4 separate regions of the Mus musculus genome follow, and regions 1, 2 and 4 are each linked to region 3. Evidence: chromatin contacts called from public Hi-C, HiChIP or PLAC-seq and promoter capture Hi-C data. All regions are on one chromosome and are shown on one strand. Each heading gives the region's core, a stretch centred on a gene start, on an enhancer-like site or on the middle of the called end of the contact. The rest is flanking DNA. Distances are from core to core; before and after follow the strand shown.

The links. Promoter capture Hi-C pulls out the DNA fragments that hold promoters and counts their contacts. A called contact is a pair of places that touch in the nucleus more often than the background predicts. HiChIP or PLAC-seq counts read pairs in DNA pulled down with a chosen protein or histone mark.
Region 1: a Hi-C map of the N1E-115 cell line shows a contact between it and region 3, with 6 times the contacts expected there. The contact joins the enhancer-like site here to the promoter of Opcml in region 3. A contact is called at or near these places in 5 of 39 promoter capture datasets (the 3T3-L1 cell line, the C10 cell line, cranial neural crest and 2 more), 1 of 15 datasets of contacts at CTCF or cohesin (the NIH/3T3 cell line), 2 of 484 Hi-C or Micro-C datasets (the N1E-115 cell line and cerebral cortex), 2 of 115 datasets of contacts at active chromatin or transcription factors (PVALB interneurons and neural progenitor cells) and 4 of 9 other capture datasets (adipose tissue, embryonic stem cells, liver and 1 more).
Region 2: an H3K4me3 HiChIP or PLAC-seq map of forebrain shows a contact between it and region 3, with 6 times the contacts expected there. The contact joins the enhancer-like site here to the promoter of Opcml in region 3. A contact is called at or near these places in 2 of 39 promoter capture datasets (embryonic stem cells and hippocampal neurons), 3 of 484 Hi-C or Micro-C datasets (cerebral cortex and forebrain), 4 of 115 datasets of contacts at active chromatin or transcription factors (embryonic forebrain, forebrain, neural progenitor cells and 1 more) and 3 of 9 other capture datasets (embryonic stem cells, liver and pancreatic islet).
Region 4: a contact with region 3 is called in a promoter capture Hi-C map of hippocampal neurons, with 4 times the contacts expected there. The contact joins the enhancer-like site here to the promoter of Opcml in region 3. A contact is called at or near these places in 9 of 39 promoter capture datasets (the 3T3-L1 cell line, 3T3-L1-derived adipocytes, the C10 cell line and 5 more), 4 of 115 datasets of contacts at active chromatin or transcription factors (embryonic forebrain, forebrain, neural progenitor cells and 1 more) and 2 of 9 other capture datasets (embryonic stem cells and pancreatic islet).

What each region holds. Positions count from the first base shown.
Region 1 is chr9:27,919,686-27,926,513 of GRCm38.p6, reverse strand. The region is part of intron 1 of Opcml (opioid binding protein/cell adhesion molecule-like); the gene reads right to left. Among named protein-coding and RNA genes, the nearest start is that of Opcml, 130 kb to the right of the region's middle. Within about 2 kb of position 2,068, at least 9 of the 459 cell types and tissues checked have an H3K27ac peak or open chromatin away from gene starts, as enhancers often do. A contact at or near this core is called in the N1E-115 cell line, where this site is marked.
Region 2 is chr9:27,551,949-27,558,478 of GRCm38.p6, reverse strand. No RefSeq gene overlaps it. Among named protein-coding and RNA genes, the nearest start is that of Gm30791, 36 kb to the right of the region's middle. Within about 2 kb of position 1,713, at least 19 of the 459 cell types and tissues checked have an H3K27ac peak or open chromatin away from gene starts, as enhancers often do. A contact at or near this core is called in embryonic stem cells and forebrain, where this site is marked.
Region 3 is chr9:27,787,048-27,793,639 of GRCm38.p6, reverse strand. Opcml (opioid binding protein/cell adhesion molecule-like) reads right to left here and starts at 2,341. Exons shown (of 8, transcript NM_177906.5): 1 at 2,194-2,341. The coding sequence starts at 2,254. Gm39314 (a long non-coding RNA gene) reads left to right here and starts at 2,571. Exons shown (of 3, transcript XR_870601.1): 1 at 2,571-2,654.
Region 4 is chr9:27,994,575-28,001,290 of GRCm38.p6, reverse strand. All of the region lies in intron 1 of Opcml (opioid binding protein/cell adhesion molecule-like), which reads right to left. Among named protein-coding and RNA genes, the nearest start is that of Opcml, 210 kb to the right of the region's middle. Within about 2 kb of position 4,625, at least 5 of the 459 cell types and tissues checked have an H3K27ac peak or open chromatin away from gene starts, as enhancers often do. A contact at or near this core is called in hippocampal neurons, where this site is marked.

The sequences.
Region 1 (6,828 bases), core at 819-3,318, 130 kb before region 3:
CCAGGAACCAGAAAGGAAATTATTTCTTCCCTTTTGTACTCTCCCTACACTTCATTTCTGTTGCTCTGTTTGTTTAGAGCTTACTTTGCTTCCACAAATATAATAGGTCCACTGGGGATGGACGGTGTCTAATTGTGTGCTGTTTGCAATGCCTGGAACATTACAGTTCTCAATGAACACATTATTATTATGATTATTGTTATGATCTATCGTAACAATAATTGCAATTCAGTGCACATTTCTCTATACTTCAGGCTGCATAGGGATTCAAGAATATACTCATGGTCCCCTGGATATCCCTAAATGCCCTGGATAAGGATCTAAATTTATGAGGTGCATGTTGGAGCTGTACCTCTAGACTTACAGAGACTGGAGGGTATTTATCTCCTAGTCACAAAGGGAGCAGAATGGGAGACCTTCTCCTTCTATGCAAAGGAGAATAAGAAATAAGGCGTGATCAGAACAGATAGAGAAAGGAGGAATTGTATTAGAACACATGTTGGTTCACCCCCCACTCACCAGAGACAGTGAAGACCACAGCTAGAGCTGACCCAGTGGCAGAAAACCTGTTCAGGCAATGATAAGAAAAATCATTTACTGGGCACATTAATTTAAGTCGTGGGAGCTGAGCTCTCCCTAGGTTGCCCATTGGATAAATGCTGTCAGGATATGCTGTGAGCTCTTCCAATGAGATGTAATAATTGAATTTGTTTTCATTTAATTTGGAGGGCCTTTAATTAAAAGCCAGGCTTGTGTGTGCAGAGAGATAAAGCCAGGCACACCAAGAATGGGGGTAATTTAGGTGCTGAATGCGGTAATTAATTGTAAATTCAGAGGTCAGGAGACTGGCATTATCTTTGGGAAATCAGCATAGGGAGCTGGCCATCCGGCTGGAATAGGGTCTGAAGTAGCGGAAACATACGCTTAAGTGATTTTTTGAAACCTTAATCGCAATTACAGAGCAGTGCGGAGGTTAATTTGCAAAGTTCATTAATCAGAGGCATAAATACATCAGTGATCACCTGGTGCAAGAGAACCTGGAATGTTGTTTTCCAGCCATGATTTCCAAAAGTCAGCCTGGGGAATGAAGTACACTCTATCCTCCTCTGACTCTTCCTACTTGCCTTCATCTTCAAGCTGCTTAGAAACGTATTTCTCCCCTCTTGGTAGGAGCTGAAGCCTAACAGCAAAGACTGCTTTGGATAATACAAAATACATCTTATAATGATGAGACTTGCACAAAGAATAATCCCAGAATACTTTTTAGGGTATTCTATTAGTAGCCTAGACAGTAACACCTAGAGATAATATCAAAAGACAAAGCTTGAATTAATGTCCAATTTTAATCTCTAGAGTTAGGAGTTGAAGGTTAACTAGAGTGGTCAATCTTCAGATTCTATTGTATTTCACAATATAAAGCAATAAAGGTCAATGCGTGTGCTTACATGTGAGTTTCTCCCTTGAAAAATGACAGTCTATTAGATGCATATTTTGTGCTTCAGAGAGCATCGTGATGGGAGTATGTCCCAGCATGCAATGGTGGAGGTGATAGAAGCCTGCTACCTTCCAGTGCTCCATGCAGGAATAGAGATGCAGGGACTGTGCTAGTGTTCAGAAACTCACATTTGTTTAGTTCGCCACCTCAGAAGACAATAGTTCTCGAACACAAATGGTCACAACTACCTCTGCCCAGGCTTATTTCTGGATGTCTTCCACTTTTCACTCCCTATCTCTCAAGGTTCTAATTGCCTCCCACAGGAGAGGATTTCACAGGTCGGAAAATTACCTCAGAGAAAGGGAGCCAGATCAGAAAATTCCACCAAGATTGCTTGGGGCACTTCTTAAACACATAAAAGTTTTCATCTTTCCCCAGACCTCCTGAACCAGGCCCTCAAGGATCTGAAATCTAGGTAATAATTCTGAAACACCCTGAATCATTGCTTCACCAGCTAAACAAAGCTCTGAACTTCTCCAGCCTCTTCAGCTCCATGAGTGGGTGTATTGCTAGAAGCTGAACACCTGCTGTGTGCCTGGCAGTTTGCAATCCTAGAATGTAATCATGGCCTCTGAGGGCTGCAAACTTGAATGCATTCACCTCTCTGCCATTGAATAACTTCATCTCTATCTCTGCCAACCACTCCCTATCTTCTGTTAAGGTTTGATTTTTTTTTTTTTTCACACCTACTCAGCTACAGGCTCCCTCTATGTCCCTGGTACATACCTTGGACAGAGAAACAAACAGCAGGAAGATCAAACAGAACGAATGTAGATTGCCAACAGAAGGAGGCAATGACCCTCTAGAACAGCAAGCAGCACAAGCTCGGCTTCACAGATGGTGAAACTGGGGTGTAGACACATTTGCAGCAACAGAGAGCTCAGTTCTGGAGCCAGGGCTCTTTGGTCATAAAACAGGGCTCTGCAGGCTCATGCCAGGGATCTTTCAGGCCTAAGTGGTGAGTTCAGAAAACTCAACAGACAAAGCAAGAATGTGATTAGGAGGTGGTGGAGAAAAATCTTTGGAGTGAGGGATAGGAATGCTGATATTACCATCGAGAATATTTGATCCATGATTAGAAACTAAAAACACCTTGTCTCCGGATGGGAGATTCAAGCAACGAAATTTCTCTAATACAAGCACAATTAATCTAATCTAAGCACAATTATGATTCCTGCTGCTGAGATCTGCTTTTAAGCTCCATATTTGAAGTCATTTTCTTACATATATTATCTTTGCCAGTGGCTCTTGACCTTCCAAATATTGCAACCCTTTAATAAAGCTCCTCATGTTGCAATGACCCCCAACCACAAAATTGTTTCATTGCTATTTCATAACTGTAAGTTTACAACTGTTACAAACCTTAATGTAAATATCTGATATGCAAGATATCTGTTATGCAACCCTTAAAGAGGTTGTGACCCACAAGTTGAGATCTGCTAATCTATTGGTTTTCATTTATTTATTTTTAATTTTGTGTGTGAGCATGTGCACATGCGTGTGTGTGTGTGTGTGTGTGTGTGTGTGTGTGTGTGTGTGTGTATACACCATGTTACTAGTATGTAAGGCAAAGGGGATAAATTCCTTTCTTCCACCATGTGGATTCTGTTGATTGAATTCAGGTTATCAGTCTTGGCAACAAATGTTTTAACCACCTGGGTTATCTTGCTGGCCTGAATTTTTCTGCCATCTGAATTACTGGCCACAAATCACAGTTCAGATATCAGATAGTTACTCTGAATCATATCAATAGTAAGAGACTCAATTCCACTCAAAACAAGGATGATAGTTTAAGTTAAAGGCTTAGTCATCAGTTAAGCATCTAGATCAAAGATAAGAGCTGTATGCCCCCATAGGCACTAAATAAAGTCTTGGGGCTGGAGAGATGGCTCAATGGTTAAGAATACTTGTTGCTTTTTCAGAGGACCTGGGTTCAATTCCAACATGATGGTTCAAAACCATTTGTAACTCCATTTCTAAGAGATGCAACTGGGTACCATGCACATATGTACTGAATATACATACATGCAGGCAAAATACTCACATAAAATAGAATGAGTTAATCTTCCAAAAAAATGTTTCTTGCCTACAGGGCTTGACAGTCTAGTCAGAGAGACAGAAAACATCACACTATGTGAGTCCCATAATCATGAGAAATGTCCTGTACTCTGAGAACATGTGGGTAGGCCTTCATCATTTATCTGTAAACAGAAGATGGGCAGAGATAGGCCAAGGAAAGATGTGCTGACGGTGAAGAAGTAATAAAGAATAAGGCCAACTGAGAAGACAGATCATGCCAAGCCTTCAGGATGAAAATTAAAGCCATGATGTTTTAATTTGATGCTCAGGATCCTGGAACTGCCTGGGATGAACAAGGCTTACTCACAGCCTATGAGAGCTAGTATTACACTAGGATAGCATATGAACAAGCAGGCATGGGTTGAATGGCCTTAAGGTTTCTATTTGAAATCTGTGTGGTTAGACACTTACCCTGAACTCATCTGATACCTCCACACTCCTGAGTCCCCTGGTAAATTGCTTTTCTTGTGAGTATTACGGAAGAGAGGCAGGGCAGGAGATACCCACACACATGTTCAGCTGCTTTAAGGGGCCATGCATTCAGGATCTTTTTCTCTAGGTTGTAATTGCTCCCTTGAGAAGGGTTGGAAGGTTGTGAGGCATGAGTTGGCTTGTCTTGCTGTCTGGCTCTATTTTGGGAAGTGGTTTAGAAGTTGGGGGAGGGGGGGGGAGCTGGGTGCTTTTCCCTCTCCCCTTGAGTGAAAGCATAGATATGTTAAGGGGAAATTTCTCATTTCCATTGGCTCTTTTGATGTTGCTGGGGAAACAAAGCAAAGCAGTAGCAAGTCTCCAAATGGGCTCTAAAGAAGAAATATATTTTAAATAAAGCACTAAAGCAAAAACATCCCTTCACGATTTGTTGTGTATTCTGATTCGCCTCTGCCTGCTGCCAGGAAAGGCTTTGTGAAGTACAGCAGTAATTCAGAAGAAGCTCCAACTTAACTTTAGAAATAACAGGACCACTCATCCCTTGACCTACACTAACAGTGTGCTTTCAAATCCAGTCATGGTTCCCTGCAGTTAGTCAGAAGTTTTCATTCTTCCCTCCAGTTTTCTTACACTTGAATCTCCCTTGGCTAGACCTACAGGTGGGTGAAATTCCAAATACTACCCGGAGGAATTAAATGTATATCAAAATTGTAGTGGATGAAGGCTAAGTAAGAATGCTGAAACTGAGGCATACATAGTAAACTCCCAAGCTTGCATGAAAGATGCAGGGTCCTCAAATGTCAAGAACTAAGGAGGGCATGCACAATAGTTGTAGATGGTGGGAAGTTCTTCCCACCTGTCCCTGTCACACTAGAGAGCTCAGGGACAGGGGTAAGGAGGACTTAATGTGATTTAACTTTTAAAAAGGATGAATAATCTTTAGTCCACATCTGAACTTTCAAAGCAAGGCTCACAAGTACTCTTTGACCCCACTATTATTTTAAAGTGGTGGCTGATGAGCCAATCCCTGGAAATTATTTTCTCAGTTTGCCTTGGAAAGCATCATTAGGGACCAGTGCAGTTCTCAAAGGAATCCTCTAAGAGAAAGGAGCTAGGCCAAAAGAGGCCAGGGGCAGCCAGAAGTTATAGGAAAGGAACCATGAAGATGGTGTGTAGCTAACCAGGCCAGACTGGGCCTTGCTGTTTGTATAAGCTTCACTCCTTATATCATATAGTTTCTGTATTATTACCCCTTAATCTTAGTAGTGGTTTTGGTTGTTTCTGTTAACAGTCACTTATTGTCCTCACATACATTGTTTTGTATTATTATCACAAACCTAAGAGGTTCTGGGCAGATATTATTTCTGCCCATCAATTTATCAATGAACAAATGACATGTTCCATGAGTAGAGCTGAGAATAAAGCTCAAAGTTTTTCAAACCCTTAGTTTTACCATGTTTCTGTGGCAGGAAATAATAGGAAGGTGCATCTCCCCTCAACTGTAGCCTTTTCATGTTATCTCCAAGTACATCCATCAGTGTAAGACGAAAGGAAAGGACAAGGTTTCTTCCCTCACACAAAAAGGATCAGTGAACATGAACACCTCTCATTTTGAATGTCATCAAAGCAGCTGCATACCTGTAACCCCTCTAGACTTATCTTCCCATTTAGTAAAAGACACTCTGACTCTGGGTGGAAATACATAGCACAGTTCAGTTGGCTTGTGTAAAGAAGCAATGAAGACCATAGCCTCCAGGGGTGGTTATGAAGGATACATAGGACTGATGGATGCATTCCTAGAACTGAGGTCCTGAGTACTGTTACCATTCACAGACACAAAGGACGAACTGTTCCTGGAACCATGACCTAGAATGAACTCTTAGGAACACCAAGTCAGCAGGAGAAACATGGTCTTTTGCTGAAGAATGCCACTGTCCCACAGTTACCTAAGAAGTAGAGACAGGGATAGAAATACTCAAATCTTATTTTCTTCTTCCAAACTTATGCTACCATTCTTTGTTGGCCAAGGCATTCAGAAACCATACTAGGTCAGAGGCAACATTGCTCTGTGTGATATAGTTAGCCACAGAGCTCAAGATGTCTAAAAAGAAATACCTTGTCTTCAACAAGGTCACCTTATTTTCTTTTGCAATGGAACCTATAGTCTGAGCCTTCTTGGTGTGCATTTTCTACAAATGACAAGGTTTCTGCTTACCACAAGCCAGGAGAATAAGACAAGAACAAAAGCCAATGAATCTACACTCTCTCTCCACATCCCAGTACAGCCATCCATACTAGTTTATTGTTTGTGTTTCCTAGATACTTCAGCCTCAGTTTTAAAAGAGAAAGTGCTAAACAGAATGTTGAAAGAAAGGAATGGCTGGGAAGTTTTGCCTGGGACTGGAAAATGTGTTACATGACTGATAAAATGTTCTAAAGTTGTAAATTCAATTTTATTTGAGGAACACCATGGACTACTCTTGATCAAATATATGATTTTTCTTCCTTTGTCTTTAATAATCTGCAGGCCATTCTTGAAGGCCATGGCTTTTACTAAGGTAGACTATGACTTACAGTAACTATCACATAGGTTATGTGACACAGTGAGCCATAGGGGCTGCCAGTTGAGAGTGGGGGACCCCAAGCAAATATTTATGATGGTCAAATTCTGAACATGGTTGTGTTCTGGGGAAGGCAGTAATAACTGGAGAGAGTTTGAGAGTCTAGAGAGTTGCACCAACTAACAAAATATTGTAGGCCTCTCTGGAGATCTGTAGAAACCCTAGGCATCCAAGAGCAGGGGTATAGAAGGGTTTGGTAGAGTA
Region 2 (6,530 bases), core at 464-2,963, 230 kb after region 3:
GGCTGAGAGAGGTCTAGGGACTTTCCCCATGGCACGCAGAACTGGCAGTGACTTGATCTCCAATCCAGCACAGCTACACCAAGATTCAGCACATGGAAATGTGCAAGTTCCATACCCAAATGCTCGTGATTTTTTTTTCATTTAAAAATAAAAATAGTCTTGATGTAAAGTTAAAAACAGGGTGATTTGCATGAGACCCTGAGCTCTCAATTACACCAATTACTTTATAATTACAGGCAATGCCATCTTGGGTTTTTCAAAACCTACATCTAGTCTTAAGGCTCTGTCAGGAAGAAGGCCCCTTTTCAGAGAGATTTCAATTAGTATGCATGTTGTATGCAGAGGGAGAGAGAGAGTCTGCTGGAGCTCCAGGGAAGAACAAGGAGACAGGAGCTTAAGTCACCTCCTACTCACCAAATGGGGCTGTTTCTATAGGAAACCTGAACCTCAACTCTCAGCTCTGGAAGAAGGGCACTTTCAGGCAAACTACCTAAACCTTTGCAAAAAAAATGCCACCTATCTGATGCTCTGACTACCAACAAACACTTCTTCGGGTTAGTGGAGAACACTGTAACATTTAAATTACTACAAGCCACCTTACAAACCCCAGGAAGTAGCAAACAGAACGGGTGCTCCTCACATCCCTCTAGTTGCAAGGATGCTCTGCCCTCTCCTGTCCGGTGGTCTCTGATGAAAGAGAGAATTGTCAGCAAGAATGTCAGCTTAGAAACTCTTAGAATGGGGATGGAGGAGTGGCTACACACAGCCAGCAAAGCCCAATAGCCCTTTTCCAGGGTCTTTGCTAAGGCACCAGCCCTAAAATTTTGTCACTCAAAGTAGAGCTTCCTGACAAGAGCCAGGTGTAGCCATGCTGGAAAGGAAAGCTGAGAGAGCTGGAGCATCAAAGAACCTTGGCCACTCCTGAGACTAACTCCTTATACCCTGTAAAAGAGTGTCACCAGGACTTATCCAAGCAGAGGATTGCCCTGTGAAGCCACTCTGCTGCAAAGCACACATCTCAGGCCCTCTTCCCCTGTGTAAAGACATGAGTAGGCATGTATCAAAGATATTTTGTTTTGTTCTGACAGGTGGATGTCATCTCTGCTCCACCTGCTGGGGCTAGCAGATAAGATAGTACATTGAAGTCTGTGCAAACTTGGTACTCAGTTCTCTAAACAGCACCTTGGAAGGGTCTCTCTCTCTCTCTCTCTCTCTCTCTCTCTCTCTCTCTCTCTCTCTCTCTCTCTCTCCCTCTCTCTCTCGCTTTCTCCTTCTGTAAGGAACTGCCACCTTCCTATAATTAACTGACTCCCCGAAGATTTTTTAGCCCATGGCTGAAACCGGTTCCTCCTACTGCTGATGTCGCTGTTCCACACTGCATTTCTTTAAGAGCACACCTCCTGTTACAGTTTGCAAAGCACCTTGGTTCCTGTCAGCTCAGTCACCAGGACACAGCACTGCTGAGAAAGGCTGTTTCTCCTCTGTGCCTCCACCTTCTGCTCTCTCTATGTCTACTCTCAGAAAATGGCTGAAATAAATAAAGGAAAGAAAAAAAGGAAGGCAGTGAGTCTGGGTTCTGAGAGATTGGAGCTCTCAGTGGGATTAAGCCTTGAGAGGCTCCCTTTAAGCAGAAAACAAAGTCTGAGCTTTCTCGCATTAGCTCTCTGCTCTCCCCCCTCCCCCTAAATTCCAATCAGATCTCTGAATGAAAGGCCCTTCCCTGCCTGAATCTCCAGGAATTTCTATTTCCCTTTCTTTGCTTTGCTAGCATGTGGTGTCTCTATTTAAATGCGGTTTCTTATCTAGCTGGCTTCATAAAGGCATGGGTCTCTCTCACCTCCCCCATTCATTTTCTATGTAGCTCACAAGGGCCCTCCACACCATCACTAATTCCCATCTTTCACCTCTTCTTGAACATGCTGGAAGGCTCCCATAATTCACCCATGGTCACATGATTAGTGTGGGCCTGGCAGGCCTGGGGAGTGAATAGAGTGGCAGGTGGCATGGACTCAGAGACCTACCTCTGATCCAACAAGCTGTGTGACCTTGGGTGTTGTTTCTTGGTTTTCTTTACCTTGCTTGTAGTTCCTTGCCTTATTCTTTAAGGGAAGACAATAGTAGTACCTACCACATAAAACTGTTGTGAAGATGAAACAAATTAATTCATGTAAAATGGATTTTAAACGTCTGGCACATAGAACGCACTCATAAAATTTTAACATCTTCGGTCAGCCTTTTCTCTGCCCATATACAGTGACTTCAAGACACCCTTAGTCCTTGACTCAGGCTCTGGTGCCTATGGGGTCTAATTCTGATCCCTTTTGTCATGTGGTACTAACCCTACCGCTTACCTGGATGGAGATCTCAGACTGGGAATCACTAGATCCAAACCTTCTCCTCCTTATAAGACCTCCTTCCCCAAGTGTTTCCCTTCATCTTGCAGAACCCTCAGAACTTTCCCCTTCTTAAATCACACAATATCTTCCCTTCCCCTCTTTTTTGACTGTACCCCACCCCGAGTCTCTAATCAAAACCTATGTCATCCCCGGAGACTTGTCTCCTTGGCCATTCTCTCACAAAGGGGTCCCTTCACCTCTAGGCTCCCCCAGAACCTGTCTTTCCTAATCCATGGGGTTACCTCCAGGGATCTCATAATGTCCCTTGCTTAGATACTCAATTCATCTGACTAAATGCTTAGCTATCGCTCATTTTTGATCCAGTTATCTGATGCCCTTTTCCCTAGAGCTTAATTCCTGATGGTTGGTAAACTGAGAATCACCCACATCCCAGAACCAGGGGCTCCCCAATCTGCCTTCAGTGACTCAGTGCCAGGGGTAACCTTATCATCAGCTGCCAAATGCAACACATTTCCACTGTCCCCATGGGTTACAGCTATCCACATGTGCTATAGACCATCTACAAAGCTCTTTTCCATCCTCACCTAGGGGCAGCCTTTTGTATGCCCTTCATCCAATAAATCTATCTCATGAGTTCTGCTGCATGATGTGACTTTTGCAGCACTGATCACTGCCAAAAAAATAAAAAACAAACAAAACAAAAAATAATCCCTGGAACAAGGCCTTTCCTATTTAGGGACTTTGACACACAAATGATCATACATCAAATACCCTGACTTCAAGGAGTTGGGGGTAAGGTTCAGTGGTAGAGCACTTGCCTAACATGTAAAAGATCCTGGGATAGATTGCCAGCACTGTAAGAAAATGAATATGCAGTACACCAGCTAATGCTGTTGTGGTTGTGGAAGGGTCCATGATTCACTGAAGAATGATACCCTGGACTGACATAGTATGTATATGCAAAGAATATTTTATCTTGCAGAAGTCCAGCATGCTGGAGTCTCCATTACCAAGATTGAGAGACAACCAAGTGAGTTCCCAAGCCTGATTTAAAGCACATTAGGAGACTCTGGAATAGGTGACCTTTATCTTACTCCATCTCTAGGGACATTCTATTACCAAGGCATGGGGGCTGGAAACTGTTACTGAAGAAGTCTGAAAACTGCTGCTGACCCATTGTCCTTGCCTCAGGCTAGGTGGCAGGGCAGCTTTTGAGGCCTGGACTTGCCTGGGCTTGCCCAGTTCTTGGAACCAGAGATTTAGGCCTCATCTCCTGAACTGCCAATTTGAAGCCTGTCATGGAGTCAGCCTAGCCTTCTCAGTTGTTGCTGTTGCTGTTGCTGTTGCTGTTGCTGTTGCTGTTGCTGTTGCTGTTGCTGTTGCTGTTGCTGTTGCTGTTGCTGCTGCTGCTGCTGCTGCTGCTGCTGCTGCTGCTGCTGCTGCTGTGGCTGCTTGTGCTGTTGCTGTGATATAGTATGTGACAGGAGTAATGTAAGGAAGGAAAGACTGGTCTTAGCTGACAGTTGGAGAACACAGTCTATTATGGCAGGAACACATGACAGCAGGAGTGTGAGATAGCTGATCACATGACACCATAGGAAAAAGATAAAGATGAATGCTAATGCTATTTGCTTATTTGGTCTGGGATCACAGCCCATAGGATGATGCTAATGAGAACAGAAGATGAAACACGCTAGTTAGGTTTAGAGATAAGGACCCAAAAATGCCCTTGCATCTGTCCTGACCTGAGGCCAGGGATGCCTGGAATATGTGAAAGTATGACCAAAACTCCATTCTAGATCCTGATTTCTTCCCATGAATGGCTTTGGAATTTAATCTCTGTATTTTCATGGAGAAGATAAGTTATATCTATCCTCCAGTTTCAGCAGTCTCCTTTAGGTGTCTGTGATTCACCAAAGAATGATATTGCAAACACAAATAGTATGCAAAAACAAAGAGTGCTTTCTATTCTGCAGAAGTCCAGCATGCAGGGGTCTACAATTTAACAAAATGGAGATGCCCAAATGAGCTAGAAAGCTCAATTTAAAGCAGACTAGGGTATAGCTGCTTATATTCAAACACTAATTGGATTCCCTCCCCCCAAAAAACTGTTTACATGTGAGGATGTACACATAGATTCTTGGAACCTGTGCCCAGTTGGTTCTGATCTGTAAATAAAGATGCCAGCAGCCAATAACTGGGGAGTAAGTAGTAACTCAGAATTATCAGCAGGAGGTAGATTTTGGCAGCATGGAAGCTAGGCAGTTGCCAAGCTATTGTGCTGCTTAAGACATATTAAAGTATAAAAGCTCTGTGTGTGTGTGTGTGTGTGTGTGTGTGTGTGTGTGTGTGTGTGTGTGTGTCTAAACCATTGAAGCAGGCAGCATCCCCGTGTCAGGCATAATCAACAATTACTACAACTTTAGAGGGATTCCAGGTAGTGGTAGGTGACCTTTATCTTTATCTCTTGGGGTATAGCTGTCTTTGGAATTGGTTAGGACTCTGGGAACATTCCAGAACTATTGTTGGCGGTTAGGGGAGAAGGCTGGAAACTGTTGCTGACTTACTGCTCTTGCCTCAGGCCAGGTGGTGGAGCAGCTTCTGATGGCAGGGCAACTTCTGAGTGACTGCCTACAGGCTGTGGTTTTTCCAGTAACTGACTTGCGCAGACACGCCCATCTGTGGGGGTGGGGGGGGTGGGGGGGGGAGAGAAACTTAGGCATAGTCTCCTAAACTGCCAGTTTAAAGCCTGTGATGGTGTGAGCCCGGCTTAATCTTCTGATTCCTAAATGATTTTAAGGTCTGAGCTCTTGAGGGGGATGTTAGAATTGTCTTGGGGCTCTAGGTATTGAGGATACTGAGAAGGTCACTGAAGATGGGGGTTTTGTTGAGACCCATTAAGGTAAAGCTATTTGTTCTTTGTCAAAAGAATGGTATCTACAAATCTGGTCCTGTGTAGAGATATAAAATTTTGATCTGCTCCGAAGTTTGAAACATTACAGACTGTGATCTTCTCCCTTAAGGGTTAATACAACTGAGCCTGTCAGTCACCTGGTCAAGAGACTACCCTTCAGGAAGGCTGGTTCATGAAAACCCATGCTAAGGAGATGGGGGGGGAATAATTATCCCCTTGATGAAATGATGCAATTATCCTTCTCAGAAGCCTGCCCTTCCAGTGCAGTCTCTAGGAGAGTTTCTGGTGTGTTGCCTGCAGTTTTCTTCCTTTTCTGGTGTGTTGCCTGCAGTTTTCTTCCTTTTCTGAATTGCTCAGGAAAATGTATCATTTTGTTTCTCTTTTCTCTTTCACTTTTCCTAAAGCCCGGGGTGGTTTCCCCTATGCTCTGGGATTTCTCCCACTCCTTCTCCCATGAGGCTTCTTGTCTGTCACATGGTTGGTTACTTACCTCCATTACTAAGCCTGTCCACTTGCACAAAGATGACCGCCCTCTTCCTCTTTGAACAGCTGCCAAGAATTACCTCTTGCCTATCCTGTTATTTGCCTCTCAAACTCTGATACAAACTATCTTTGAGCTTCTTTGAGCTTCTTTCTGAGTTTTAAAATTATTTTATTAATGAGACTAAAAACCCAAGAAAGGGAATCTCCCAGTTCATTGTCTCTGTAGCCTGCTCTTACTTCTCCATCCTCCTCCTATAATTCAAACTCTTACTAGTCACGACAGTACATCCCTGTGACTACCTTCTTCTTGCCCTCATTCTCTCTACTTCTCTGTGCTCTCTCTCCCTCGGCTAAAGCACACTCTAGTTTTGTCCTACTGGATTATATTTATACAGTGGAAGGCATTTAAGAAAAGCCCTCAGCCATGCTGGCTTATTTTAATTCATGTCAGTCCATTCAAGGAAACCACGATGCTGTCTGGCATTTATAACTAAGTGCTTTTTCACACATACTCAGAGGCTTCACCCCATGGTTAAGTTACATGTTCTCATTCATATGAAATGTCCATTTACCAAGCCTTACTCACAGCTGATAGACCTTGTTTATATTTGATTGAAAAAAGTGAGCAACAGGGAAACAGACACTCCTTCCACCACATCTGTCTGCCCTCTAACGTTTGCACCCAGCACTTCCTTTCATCTGTTTCCCTGAGTGAGTACGCCTATCTAAGGCCAACCCTTCCACTTGTCCATTAAACCCATCCTTCCTCATCTGCT
Region 3 (6,592 bases), core at 1,092-3,591:
AATAACTGCAGCTGGATTGTCACCCTCACCTCACACCCAGGCAGGGCTTGGGAAGTGCAGGTGGAAGCCCCTTGAAAAAGTCTATGGTAGAATATGACTTATAGCTGTAAGCCAGGACTCCCTGACCCCTAGTGCTTTACGGTACTAGGATATCGCTAGAGGAAAGTTTCAACCCAGTTTGTAGCTTCCTTTGGGGTGCACTGTGTCCCAAACTCAGCCCATTGGTCTTACTCACTTTCTGTCCTTAGGACAGACACAAGGGATGCAGAGACCCTGTGAAGTGCGTCCTTTACCCATCCTCACCACCCAGTCCTCAGGAAGGTCCTAACCCAAGCCCCTAGAACCACAGTGGGAGGAGCGATTAGTCTTAGTCCGTGATGAGCTTCCTCCTGAACTCTCAGGAAAGTTTCTCTTTTTGCAGAGGACCAGAAGCACCCACCTGGCTCCCTCTACCAGGCTCAAGCAGGTACTGAGCACTGGGCTCTGCCTGTGGCTTTCCCCACTCCCACTGGAACACTGGAGACCCTAGAAAAAGAAAAGGGACACCCTCCCAACTCTGAACTTGCCAGCCCCAAAAGACATCTGGGAATTTGGTTTGGAACCCATCTCTTCTCAGAGAAATAGAATTCAAAACTTAATGGGGAGGCATAAAATTTCCAAATGAATTAAAATGTATTTAATAAAGTGGTGCAACATTATACAAGGGATATCTTTTCTTTTTTAAAAAATCATCAGTTTTCTCTTTCATCCCAATAAGTTCCTTTCTTTTTTTCTAATTTTCTTTGTTAGCTTAGAAGAACTTTGGAGAATTAGGTTTAAATGAAAGGGAAGAAAACCTCACCGAGGCATCCTGAATATAAAATGAAGAATTATGTGCTTCACCTATGAACGTGAGGGTTAACAATATTGGCATTCATGTCTGTACATATGTAAGGGAATTTAGGTCTAAGCTAATGTTTAACGGAAAACATGCTATCTCCATTTGCAACATGAGGAGAGAGAGGGAAGAGAGAGAGAGAGAGAGAGAGAGAGAGAGAGAGAGAGAGAGAGAGAGAGAGAGAGAGGAAGAAATGCCCCCTAAAGGGTGAGGTTTAGTGTGGAAGACCCAGAGACCCTTTGATGCTGCCTAAAATGTTGGCAAGCCTTCCAAGCCCCTTCAGCATTGTGTGAAAGATGCCTGCAGGCATGGTCCTCTGCTTGCAGAAGGCTCTGAAGCAATTACCAACCCTATTAAGATGTGCGGGAGTCTGCAAGGAGTCTAGCAGGCTGACTGGGGAGGGTTGCGAAGGTTGCCTTGAAGCATCTTACCTGGGTCACTGCAGACTTGGTCTGCCCAAACAAGTAAGTGCTGTGAGAAAGAGCACTGCATTAACATCTCTGCCCACCATTGGGACTCTAGCAACCCTCCACTGGGATTAGATTTCCCAACATTCGCCCGGCTTGGACCAGATCAAATCTACTAGGGAAAATTTATGTCTCTGCTGTGATGTGATGATTAGGAAGGAGAAAGTGGATTTCAAAGGCACAATCTGCCCATTTGGTGGAAGGATAAAGAAAGGACAAGAGGTGGTGGAAGGATTGTGTTAAGACAAAAAAAAATGCAGTAGAGAAAAATTCGTGAAAGAATGAGAAGGCAAACAAGGAGGTAGGGATCTGCAGTGGGAATCAAGGGAAGGGTTCAGAAGGATGGAAAAGAAGAGAGGAGAGAACGTTGGGAAGAGAGAAAAAAAAACAGGAAGGGGGGAAGAAAAAAGCATAGGAAACAGAGACGCAGAGATTACTACATTCAGAAAAACAGAGACCAGTACTGAGCGGGATGCCAGTTCCTGCTGCAGGTCCCGACAGCAGCGCTCAAGAAGGCTTTTGCGCCCCGGAGTTTAAGCCCCTCTTCTGTCACCCTTGGGACCACAGCTGGTCAATGCCAGTTGTGCCTTTCACAGAACCAGCAGCGCCTTGCAGCACGGTGCGGATCTCGAACCCAGCTCTCCCGAGAAGGGAGCAAATCGCTTGCTGTGGGCATCTGTCTGCCTGAGAGCCAGCTAGCCAGTGAGTGTGTGTGCACACGCGGCAAGCCTATCTTACTCACATGCCTCTTACACTCCCTCTTTTCCTCCTTGCCTCTCCCTCTTCCCCTTCTGCCCTAGCAGCGGCATCATTGCTCAGAGAGAGAAAACACCCTTCTTTGCTGGGTACCTGGGATGAAGAGCAGGGCAGTGGTGGCCGAGAAGACGATCCAGTAGGCGGGATGGTACATCTCGAGGCTGTGGTGCGCGGCGGCCCGGCTAGCTCCTGCTGGTGCTGCTGCTACTGCTGCTGCTACCGAGGCTGCTTCCTCTGTGCTGAATTCTGAGCAGGTTTAAATCCAATGTTTGCAAAGGGAGGGAGAGAGCAGAAGAGAGAGAGAGCGCGCGAGATGGGAGCAGGCAGACAGCGTCTCTGATTTTTTTTCCCCTTGCACATACACACAACTGCTAAGAATCATTAGCACCAATCTTCACTGGGCGCACAGCAGACCACCTCCAAGCCACATATTGGCTCCACTCTCCTGAGCGACACCGGGAGACTTTCCTGTTGGGAAGGCTCCACTCCGAGGGGAGTTGAAGCCTGTCCCTTGCGCACCCCCCTCACCGCGCAGCAGTACTGCTGGGATCTGTGTGAGTATGCCAGTGTGCTTCGCATGGGCACACCCGCTCCTGGGTGGGCAGCAGGAGGGGTCTAATGCCCTTTCCTAAATCTTACCCCAGCAGGTCTCGGGACACAAGGATCAGGAAAGGGCTGCTTCCTGGCAGAAATTGACTAATGCTCATGCCAAGACCTTATCATTCCTTCTTCCTGGTCTCCAGCCCAGGATGCAGCCAGAGCTTTGCTCACAGGCTGCTCAAAGGCATCAAGTCCCCATCCCGCCAGCAAGAGTACTTGAAAGCAGCCTAACTCCCCAGCTGGAAAATGGACATGTTCAGGTTTTTTTTTTTTTTCTCATCAAAGATACAGGGAATCTAATTTGAGCCAGCTCCCCCAAATTAGAGCATTAGGGAATTCTACCAAGACAAAACCCCAAACAATTGCCATGATCCCAGCACACTTAGATAGGGACATCCAGATTAGGTCTTAAGGAAGAAGAGACTTGCAGAAGTCCTCAGAAGAAGGCTCACAGCCATGCCTGTGACTTTGACCTTTCTTTTCTTTTCCTTCCTTCCTTCCTTCCTTCCTTCCTTCCTTCCTTCCTTCCTTCCTTCCTTCCTTCCTTTTCCTTTCTTCTTTCTTCTTTCTTCTTTCTTTCTTTCTTTCTTCTTTTTTCTTTCTTTTTTCTTTTCTCTCTTTCTCTCTCTCTCTTTCTTTCTTTCTTCTTTCTTTCTTTCTTTCTTTCTTTCTTTCTTCAAAAGATTTAAATAAAAAAAAAGTTGCAGGCTGCTCACCTGAAACAGAGGGCCAGCCATCCTTCACCTCCTTCAATGGCCAATGACTGACGGGGGAAGAAAAGAGAAGAGGCTTGAGTGCCTAGGGAATAATAATCTTTCTTTCTTTCTTTCTTTCTTTCTTTCTTTCTTTCTTTCTTTCTTTCTTTCTTTCACCATGATCCAATTTGCATCTGTGTAATCATAGTTTATAGGAACACTACAGAAGGCAGCCAAAACACACTCTATCTGTCCTCCCTGGAATGTGAATTGCACACTGCTGCATGGCCCCTGAACTCTGTGAAAGGGCAGTGAGAAGAGCACTGGATATTACGGAGGTTCTGGAGAAAGTACCTCTGTTACCAGGTTTTCTCCAAAGACCCCATGCCTGCTGGGATTCCTCCCCAGCTCTGTGCATGTGCTCTACTTCTTATATGTGAGTGACTTTCCAGGTGACATTCTCCCTTCCTCCCTGGTTGTTTCTGTGATGTATTTCCAGCACCGCCTATGGGACAGGGAAGTACAGGTGTTAATTCAGCTGCCCCCACCAGAGTTCTACCCCGTAGACACCAGTACCCTAAATTTTCAGTTCAGCAACTACCAGTGACTTGAGAAACATTCCATGGCTAATGAGTCCAGATCCAAACCCAAGTCTGCACTATCATAAAACCAGTTTTGATGAAGAAGAAGGATGCACAGAACTCATTTACATCTAACAGAACGTCACTTTTTCTAGGAAATAAGATGTTTGCCTTTAAACAAGTAGAACATTGATCATTTCCCTTCTTACAAACACAATGATCGATAGCATCATCATCAGCTTTTAGCAAGTTGTTGTTTTAATATACAGTGCTTTTCCAAGACTGGGCCAAGGAAGAACATTGTTTCTTCTTGTCTGCAAAAGCCATGTGATATATCTGAAGATTTCTCTAGAAAAAAAAAATCAAGGAATAGTATATTCGTGAATGTATATAGAAGATAGTAGAATACATATACCTTACATAGAAAAGTCGCAGTTGGGAAGTATGTCCTGTGTAAGCAGAGCTATCCATGCATGCTCTGAACAAGGACAGTACCAGACTGAAGTTCTGAAGAAGTGTTGCTGGTGGAGTCCTCTGATGCACAAAGAGACTTGCAAGGCAGGGAGGGATCAGATAGACCACAGAAAGGAAGTGGGTAGATAGCACCAGGAGAGGGACTGGCAGACACAAACAAGAGGCCTTCAGAAAACCAAGAGCCATGCTGGTGGAGAAAGTCTTGCAATTTAGAGATTTCCTATTATGCTACAAAAGAGTTAATTTCCTTTTGAGAAAAGAAAGACTATGAATGACATTCATTTATGGAACGATTCTAGGGAACATGTGAACTGTTTTCATCTTAGCAGACACAGAAGAGGTCTGGCAATAGTCTCTTATGGCAGGAGAAGAGGAAAGACTCATCTAAATGTGGTGCTGAAGCATTAGTCTGTTTGGGCAACTCATTAACCCCTTGTTGGCTAAGGACTTCAGCTATGGCATTACATTTAATCCTTATCCTAATTTAAGAGAGGAAGAAACTGAGATTTAGAGAGGTTAAGTAACTTGTCCAGGACCACAGTGAAGGAGACAGCCCAAATGCAAGCCCATATTCTTCTGTTTCCTCTATATAAAGAAATTACAGCATTGAGCACTATCATGGTATAGTGATGGAGGTAAATATTATCTTTACAATATAGATGGGAAAGTTCAAAAGATTTAAATTTAAAAAGTTGCAGGCTGCTCACCTGAAACAGAGGGCCAGCCATCCTTCACCTCTTACAATGGCCAATGACTAACATGGGAAGAAAAGAGAAGAGGCTTGAATGCCTAGGGAATAATGAGCTCCTGAACAGCACTGGCTAATTCCAGTGATCAGCAGTCCCTGTAGCATCCACGGTACACTGAGCACCTGAGGACTCTGAGTAGCACTGGGCACAGCCCCTCCTTGACTTACACAGGGACTGCAAGACCAACATTTCCATAAACACATTAGGAATGTGAAGTATACTCAGTACAGCCTCTCTACAAAGAGCAGTTGGAGTACTGTGTTCCTGTGCTTTCCATCCCAGTAACAAACTCTTGAGATCAATTTAATCAGGGATATAACTAGTTCACGTCTTTGGACACTGTTAGCCATGACTGAGTACATACAAATCTCTTAGATCGGATGCTTAAAGGGGTAAAGCAAAGTAGTAGCTATGATAGAGTACAAACACCCCTGCTTATGCCAAAGAATTGAAAAGCATGAGGGGGAAGAAACTAGAGGTCCACTCTTCCCTTCAAGAGTATACTCCAAGTGATGGATGACTTCCACTGGTCTCCCCACTAAAGGTTGTACTCCTTTCCAACAACAAACACAGAGGACTATGCTTTCAACACATGGATGATGGTGGGGAATTAAAGAGCCAATCTATAGCAACATACTACCAGACAGCAAGCTGCCAGGGACCAGGAACAAGCATCAAGTAACATTTAATGGGGTAAGCACAATCCAGGCAAGCCCACGCTGCCATCTCTCAGTTCTCACTAAGCCTTATAACCACTCAGTTCCACAGAAGAGGCAGAAGAAGAGATGACAGAAAGTCCCAACTCTACTTCAAGGCTTAGTTCTTTCACTCTTTCCTGTTTAGTATATTCAATGGTATCACAATGTCTGTAACACAATAACTCCTGTTGAGGAAGAAATTCACTTTGCAAACAGAAAAACCTGAGCTCATATTCTCATAGCAGTTTCATTACTAGTGATGTGACCTTATCTTTTAAAAAATGGATTCATATTCATGTGTATATTATATTTAAAAATCTATGATATTGTGATATATAGACGCAGAGATAGATAGAGATAGAGATAGAGATAGAGATAGAGATAGAGATAGAGATAGAGATAGAGATAGAGATAGAGATAGAGATAGAGATAGAGATAGAGAATTTTTTTTCAACAGTGTCTCACTCTGTAGCCCAGACTGCCCTAGTATTCATTATGTTACCTCTGCTCATGGCGACCATACCTGGCCAGGACACTCTTGTTATTAAAAGCATCAATTTAGGGCAGCTGATATGGTTTGGTGGTAGAGCTTTTATATAGTATGGACAAGACCCTGAGTTCAGTACTCAGCAACGTGAAACTAAAATGAAATGCAAGCATCTCTTTATTTCAACAATCTCTTTCCTAATCTGCAC
Region 4 (6,716 bases), core at 3,376-5,875, 210 kb before region 3:
ATGGGAAGTAACTTAGCTCCATAGAGTCTTCAGCATAGATGTGGCTCTTTCAGAGAACTTCAGTCCACAGTCAATTTCAGAATACAGATGCTCTGTCCAGGAGTACTGTGCTGTGTTCTGGGGAAAAAGAAAACCCTTTCCATGTGCCGTACCACCTTATATTAGTGAAGATTAGCTATTAACTCTGATTTGGTTCACATACATATAATTGTACTAAACACATGTATGAACTGCTAATTACCATGAGAGGCTCAAGCCCACAGGTCACAGCACTAACTTTTATGAAAATAACAGTGTATTCAATCTGACTCCTTTAATTCTGGATATGAACATGCAAGAACAGAGCATAAAGCTGCAGATTCCAGCTGGACGATATATAGGAACCAGACAACCTCAGAAACCACAGTGCCAAGTAAAACACATGAAAGTACACAGGTACATACTGCCAACACACATTAATTCCACATTGGTACACCATGGCAACTTCAGTTGCTTATGTGAACAAAAGGCTGATGTTTTAAAAAAGAGAAGAGAAATAGACAATATTCCAAAATTACTTAACAATGGCTAATGCTAAAGCTAAACCATGCATTTTTTACTCATCCAGTAGCTTTGCCCATTTATTTATGCTCTGTTCAGAAAAATACTAAAGTCTGTTCCATACAGTATACCTCTCTGTACCCCACCTCTCCTATACTCACTCCCACAAACATTCACATATTTACCATCACATTTGATAGTGGTAGTTTCCATCGTGGGAAAGCTAAAAGTCATCTGAGGATCTTTTACAAACAGAAATGCTTAGACTCCACCTTCCAGACATTCTACTAAGAGTAAGGCAGTCCCTGAGCAACTTGATTTTGAAAAAAAAATAATAATATTAGACCTTTGCTGGTTAAAAACAGTTTGTAATTATTAAGCAATGGGATTAAAGATTGGATGATAAAGCCCCCTGAGAATACCTTCAATCTTTCTTTCCCAGGTCACATGCATGCTCCATCCTTGATGTACTTGCTAAAGCCAATAATACAAGAATTATTTATTACCCACTGCCTTTGTCCATTCATCAGTGAGGGCTCCCAGCTCTGTCTGCAAAAGATGCTCAATTCTCTATGTCCATTTTGTTGTCCGTGCTGTCAGGTCCCCATCTACCCTGCTGCTTTATCCTGGAGATCAACATAGTGCCAGACACATAACATCTGCTCAACAAATATTTCTTGAAAGATTGAATAAACAACTGAGAGATATTGCAGATGCCATATTACTCAGTGAACATTTACACAAGTCCTACTGTATAAAAATTAAGTTACGATTATTAAAGGACAAAATTAAAGCAAGAATTTACCTATTGGAACACATGACGAGAGCTGAGCTAAATACAGGAAAGAGATGTGCTTGCATGATGCACTGGACACCACTATCCAGGGACGTAGAAACCTGTGGTCCAACCCTCCCACCACTTTCACTCCCTTTCACACAAACAAGCTGGGAAAATGTACCCTGCCAAAGCCTAGAGTTATACTAGCTTTAAACTCCCCACTAGGGTGTCTGGTGGCAAAACATCAATTATCACCTTCTCCTCCAAGAAGCAAAAGATTGGATTTCTGGAGTGTCTTAGCAGACCTCTCGTGGTCTATTCGATTCTGATACTTACATGAGACACCCACTCTCTTGGCTACGGAAATGAGAGATCAAAATCACTACTTGGAGTAAAATAGGACAGAATGTATATGGAAAGGTGGTACCGAGTAGGCAGGTAGCACTATGGTAATTAAATTAACATGTGCCCCCAAGTCATGTCCATAAAAGCTACCAATGTGTGATGACTAAGGACTAAAGAGAATTGTTTGAGGCCCAGACATTACCCCTGATTCATCAGCATCTAGAGTTCAGAGCAAGGAGCTCAAAGCAGGGGCGATGCTAACTCCATTTCCAAGTGGGCAGAGGAATCATCTAGGCAGGGTGAACTAGTATCACTTCCAGGAAGTGATAGATGTTAGGTGACATATGCTATGTGGATAGATACCTCCCCAGGACACTCTGATGGTCATAGATTTAGGAAAACCCAAAGGAGACCAAAATAGCTGGAAGTGAATCTGCTGCTTAAGGGGGGTGCTGGAGTGTATAAAGCCTGCCTCCTCCAAATCCACGTGGGACCCCCACCCTCGCAGGCATGTAGAGTAAGACAAATTGGCCTGGGTCTTGCAACATTTGTTTATTGTTTGCCGTCCAGTACTCCAAATCACACAGAGGAGAGCTTATTTACTCTCTAGAGTTCTCTATTAGCCCTGTGGAGGCTTGAGAAAGAGCTTTGAACTGAGAAAAATCCTGGCAGTAATTAAATACAAAAGGCCTCCCAGTGCCTGCCTGTGCCTTCATTCTGGCAGCCTGTGCTTGCTGAGCAGAAGGGGAAAGATTTGATTTTAATCGCACAGATTTCATATTTTATTTTGCTCATTAAAATTCCTGATAAGGATTTACTTCAGCATTTTGTGGCTCTCACCAAATTACCTGGAGGGCTTCTGGGTTTGTTGTTTTTTGGGGATTTTTTTTTTGTTTGTGATTTTGTTGTTTATGTGGTGGTGGTGGTGGTTGTGGTTTGGGATCTGTGGTTTTGACTTTGCTGTTCACTGAGAACATTGTCAAATACTTGCCTATGCCTTACATAGTTGGACATTTCCTAGGGTTTTTAGTAAAATGAAAAGTCTGGTTTCTACACAAAACCTTATTTCCTGGGAAAGGTAGAGATTGTTTTCAGACAGTAAGCCTGGAAGCCTTGCCAGCTTTGACTGTACTTCAGTCAGTAGGCCTCCTTGGGGGCTGTTACAGCCAGTGAGAGAATCAATTCCATGTCACTCCTCTGCTTATGTTACTGTCCAATTGGCCCCTACCATCTTCCACTTAAAGGAAGCTATTGTTTTATACTTCAGTAGGGCATCAAAGGTCAACTTTCCTGTTACAGCAAATCAGGTTGTAGGGGTGTGTCTGTCTGTCTGTCTGCCTGTGTGTATGTGTGTATGTGTCTGTATGATATATGTTTATATATTGAAGTCAATTATATTATAGATTATATCAAACATATAGGGAATACTGTTCTAGTTTGCATCTCTGTTGCTGTGATAAAACATAGAATGAAAACAATTTGGGGAGGGAGAGTTAAGTTAACTTATAATTTTTTGTCATAGCCTATCATTGATGGAAGCCAGGGCAGGAATGTGGAGGCAGGAATTGATTCAGAGACCATGCAGGATGCTGCTTACTGGCCTGCTATCCAAGGCTTGCTTGCTTTCTTAATACAGCCCAAGGCCACATGTTTAGGAATAGCGCCATTCACAGTGGAATGAATTGTGTCATGTTGTCAAAAAACTAACAAACACATATAGTTTATAGCATTTTATATAGCAATAGTACCGTATATAACAAAATATACATAAATGCACACCTTCTCTCTCTCTCTCTCTCTCTCTCTCTCTCTCTCTCTCTCTCTCTCTCTCTCTCATTAGTTTATTAGTGTCAACTCTCAAGTGGAGATAATTGTTTTTGTCTTCCTATGTCAACAAAAGTTTATACCCATCAAAGTAATGCCAACCTCTATCGGAACGTAGAAAAGACCAAAGAGCCAAAAAAAAAAAGAATAGAGAGAGAGAGAGAGACATTAGATACATATGCGTATTTACGCTTACATGTATACCATACTTTTAGTATATTAAAACACATACAGTTTTGAATTCTTTACAGGGTAAACACTAATGGGCTAAAGATGTCATAGGAACTCATCATTGGGAAATCTGATCCAGTTGCTTTAAGCAGGAGGATGACTCCTTGCCAAGATATGCAGCTCGTTCCCGTGTTCCAAGCATTTGTATGGAAGGGAAGTAAGAATCTCAAGAACTGTGGAGAAAGACGTGTCCTCAGCCAACCTCCACCAAAATTCTCTGGGAATAAAGTGGGTCCCTCCTCCCCGGACTTCAGATTTCTCTTCTGGGTTGTACAGTGCTTTCTACCTCTCAGCCTCTTGTATGAAGACATTAAGAACAAAATCTTGTCCATCACAAGGGAATGTGAGACTTTGCTCTTGTCTGAATCCCAAGTACTCCCACTTCCTGCAATTTCTTTACTTAGCTTCAAATTTCCCTTCATTAAAATTAAGCCTCATTTCTTGCTCATCTTTCTTGTTTTCTTCAGCAAAACTGAGCACAATTCTAAAAGCTGTTTTTCTCTCTGCTGTTTTCTTGCCATTACATCATTAAAATCCCCCCCCCAAAAAAAAAAACAATTAAGAGATTTATTCCACCCTAGCTTTCCCTTTGTGTGGGAAACAGGAGTATGAGGAATTTAAGTGTATGGGGTCTGTCTGTCTGTCTGTCTGTCTGTCTTTCTGCCTACCTGTTTGTAATGTTTTACTGAGTGTCCAGTGTGTGATAAAGGACCAACTTGGCATACTTTTGTGTGATGGTTTTGCCCAGACTCTAGGATTAATGGTAATGTTCCAGTATATTATGCTAATTGCGGGGATAACATGGCCTTAGATGTCCATCTGGAGTGGCAGCTGCTCAAAGACTCTCTCCAGCAGTAGGCTTCTAGACAGGGAAGCAGAGGGAGCAGTGAAGAGTCAGCACCGGGTTCGCTAAGACAGGCATTCTCAGACTGATGAATCTGTCGCTCCATACAGCCACACTCCCTTCCTTCAGATTGGCTTTAGTTGCTCTGCGAATGCTTTTAACCGGATCTCTTTTCGACTTCTCCCATAGAACACAGTAATTGCCAAGAATATAATCAAGCTAAACTTTAGAAGATACAAGGTGTTGTAAGCACACTTAGCCCTCCCACACCTGGATTGAATGGGAGTCAGTGCTCTCCAGCAGAAGGCTGGATGTAGACTCCTGTAGAGGCTGTAGAAGCCAGAGCATCATGAGAAAGAGGATCCTGAGTAAACTGGCATGAGCCTTGCACCATAGTTTCAGGGTCTGTAAGGAGGGATGCTAGGCAGACACTTGGAGGTATTTTAGGGACAGAGTTCTGAGGAATATTGCATGGATGCTGGAGATATTTTTCCACTCTTCAGCACACACCTAGTTTGTCTTGACTCCTGGGTTTGTTGAAACACCTTGGCATGTGTTAACTCATTAACTATGTTGAAAAACTGAAAACAACCTAGCTTTTTGGAAAGTTACTCTTAAGCCTACTCTATCTATAACATGGTTAATGATGTGGCAAGCCTAACGGACATGTTTTACAGATTAACAGATGCAACCAAAATAAGATGTGCAGCATAATTCTTGGCATATTGCAGTGCAATGCATAAAGCTTGGCTTTCGTTATTATTATTTTCAGACACACTCAAGAGTTCACATATCCTGGGCAACTTACCAAGTACTGAGGACAGAAAGGCAAATAAGAAATGACTTATGGCCCCAACTGGCCCACAATCTAGAAAATGTTTTTGTTAGTGTAATTAAGAGGGGTAGACCTTCTAAAAACCCTCCTTTTTTATATCAGGCAATTAAAATAAAAGTAATAAAATTGGCTCAAATTGAATATCTAGCCATTGGCAAGGTAGAGATTTGAACCTACACCCATGATATTACAAAATATTTTTTTCTGTTTTGATTTCCAATGAAGCAAGTGTTGATGAAGAATCAAGACTAAAAACAAATGGCAGGGGCTAGCTCAAGGGTTAAAAACACTAGCTACCTTTCTAGATGACCCAGGTTTGATTCTCGGCACCAACACAATGTCACCATCATCTGTAACTCCACATCCAAGAAATCAAATGCCCTCCTCTGGCCTCCAGACACCAGGAATCCATGTGATGCACAGACAATCATGCAGGCCAAGCATTCATAAAATGAAAATATTTTTTTAAAATTAAAGAAAATGGTGAAAAGATCTGGTTATCCATGGGCCTGTTCTGTGCTCTTTCTAAATAAAAGGTTCAAGAGTGAATTGGAGGAGCTGCCCTTGTGGATTTGTGACTCCCCACATCCCACTGCCTCCTCTTGCCTGAGGACGGCATCTCTACACATCAGTGCAGGATGCTCATATCAGATCCTTCTGGCAAGGACTGCGCACATGATGCTGCAGGCATTCTCCCATGCTTGAGGCATTCTGTTGTGACTACGGAACTCCAAGGAGGATGGGAATCATGAAGGGCCCAGCCTCAGCCTTTGCCTTGTTCCTAAGCATGTGCCTATTTCCTTGGAAGAATGAAAACCTTGAGGTTTGAAAAGTGTTGTGATTTTTTTTATACTCTGTCATTTCCCCCATGTTAATCATATGTTTTTGAATTGTGTTACCTTACTATCTATCTATCTATCTATCTATCTATCTATCTATCTATCTATCTATCTATCTATTTAATGCTGGAGCACAAACTCCAGACCTCGCACATGCTCAGTACACACCCTACTACTAAGCTAGATCCCTAGCAAATTTCCTCACACTGAACTTCTGGCTCTCGCCTTTCTTCTGATCTTTTACTTTTTGCTCATTAGCCTTTAAAGCCTTGAGTCTGTACGTCTCAGACGTTACAGACCGTTTTGTTACTTTCGACCTCTCATCTATTTGGTGGTTGGTGCTGAGTTATTTAAAAATTCCCTCTTATTCCTATCTGAAAAAAAAAGATAACTTTGCAGTTGTAAAAAATTAACCTGTTCTTTCCCTTTCATTGTTTTGTATATAACATCTTACCTTGAATCATTTTTCTGAATTTTTCT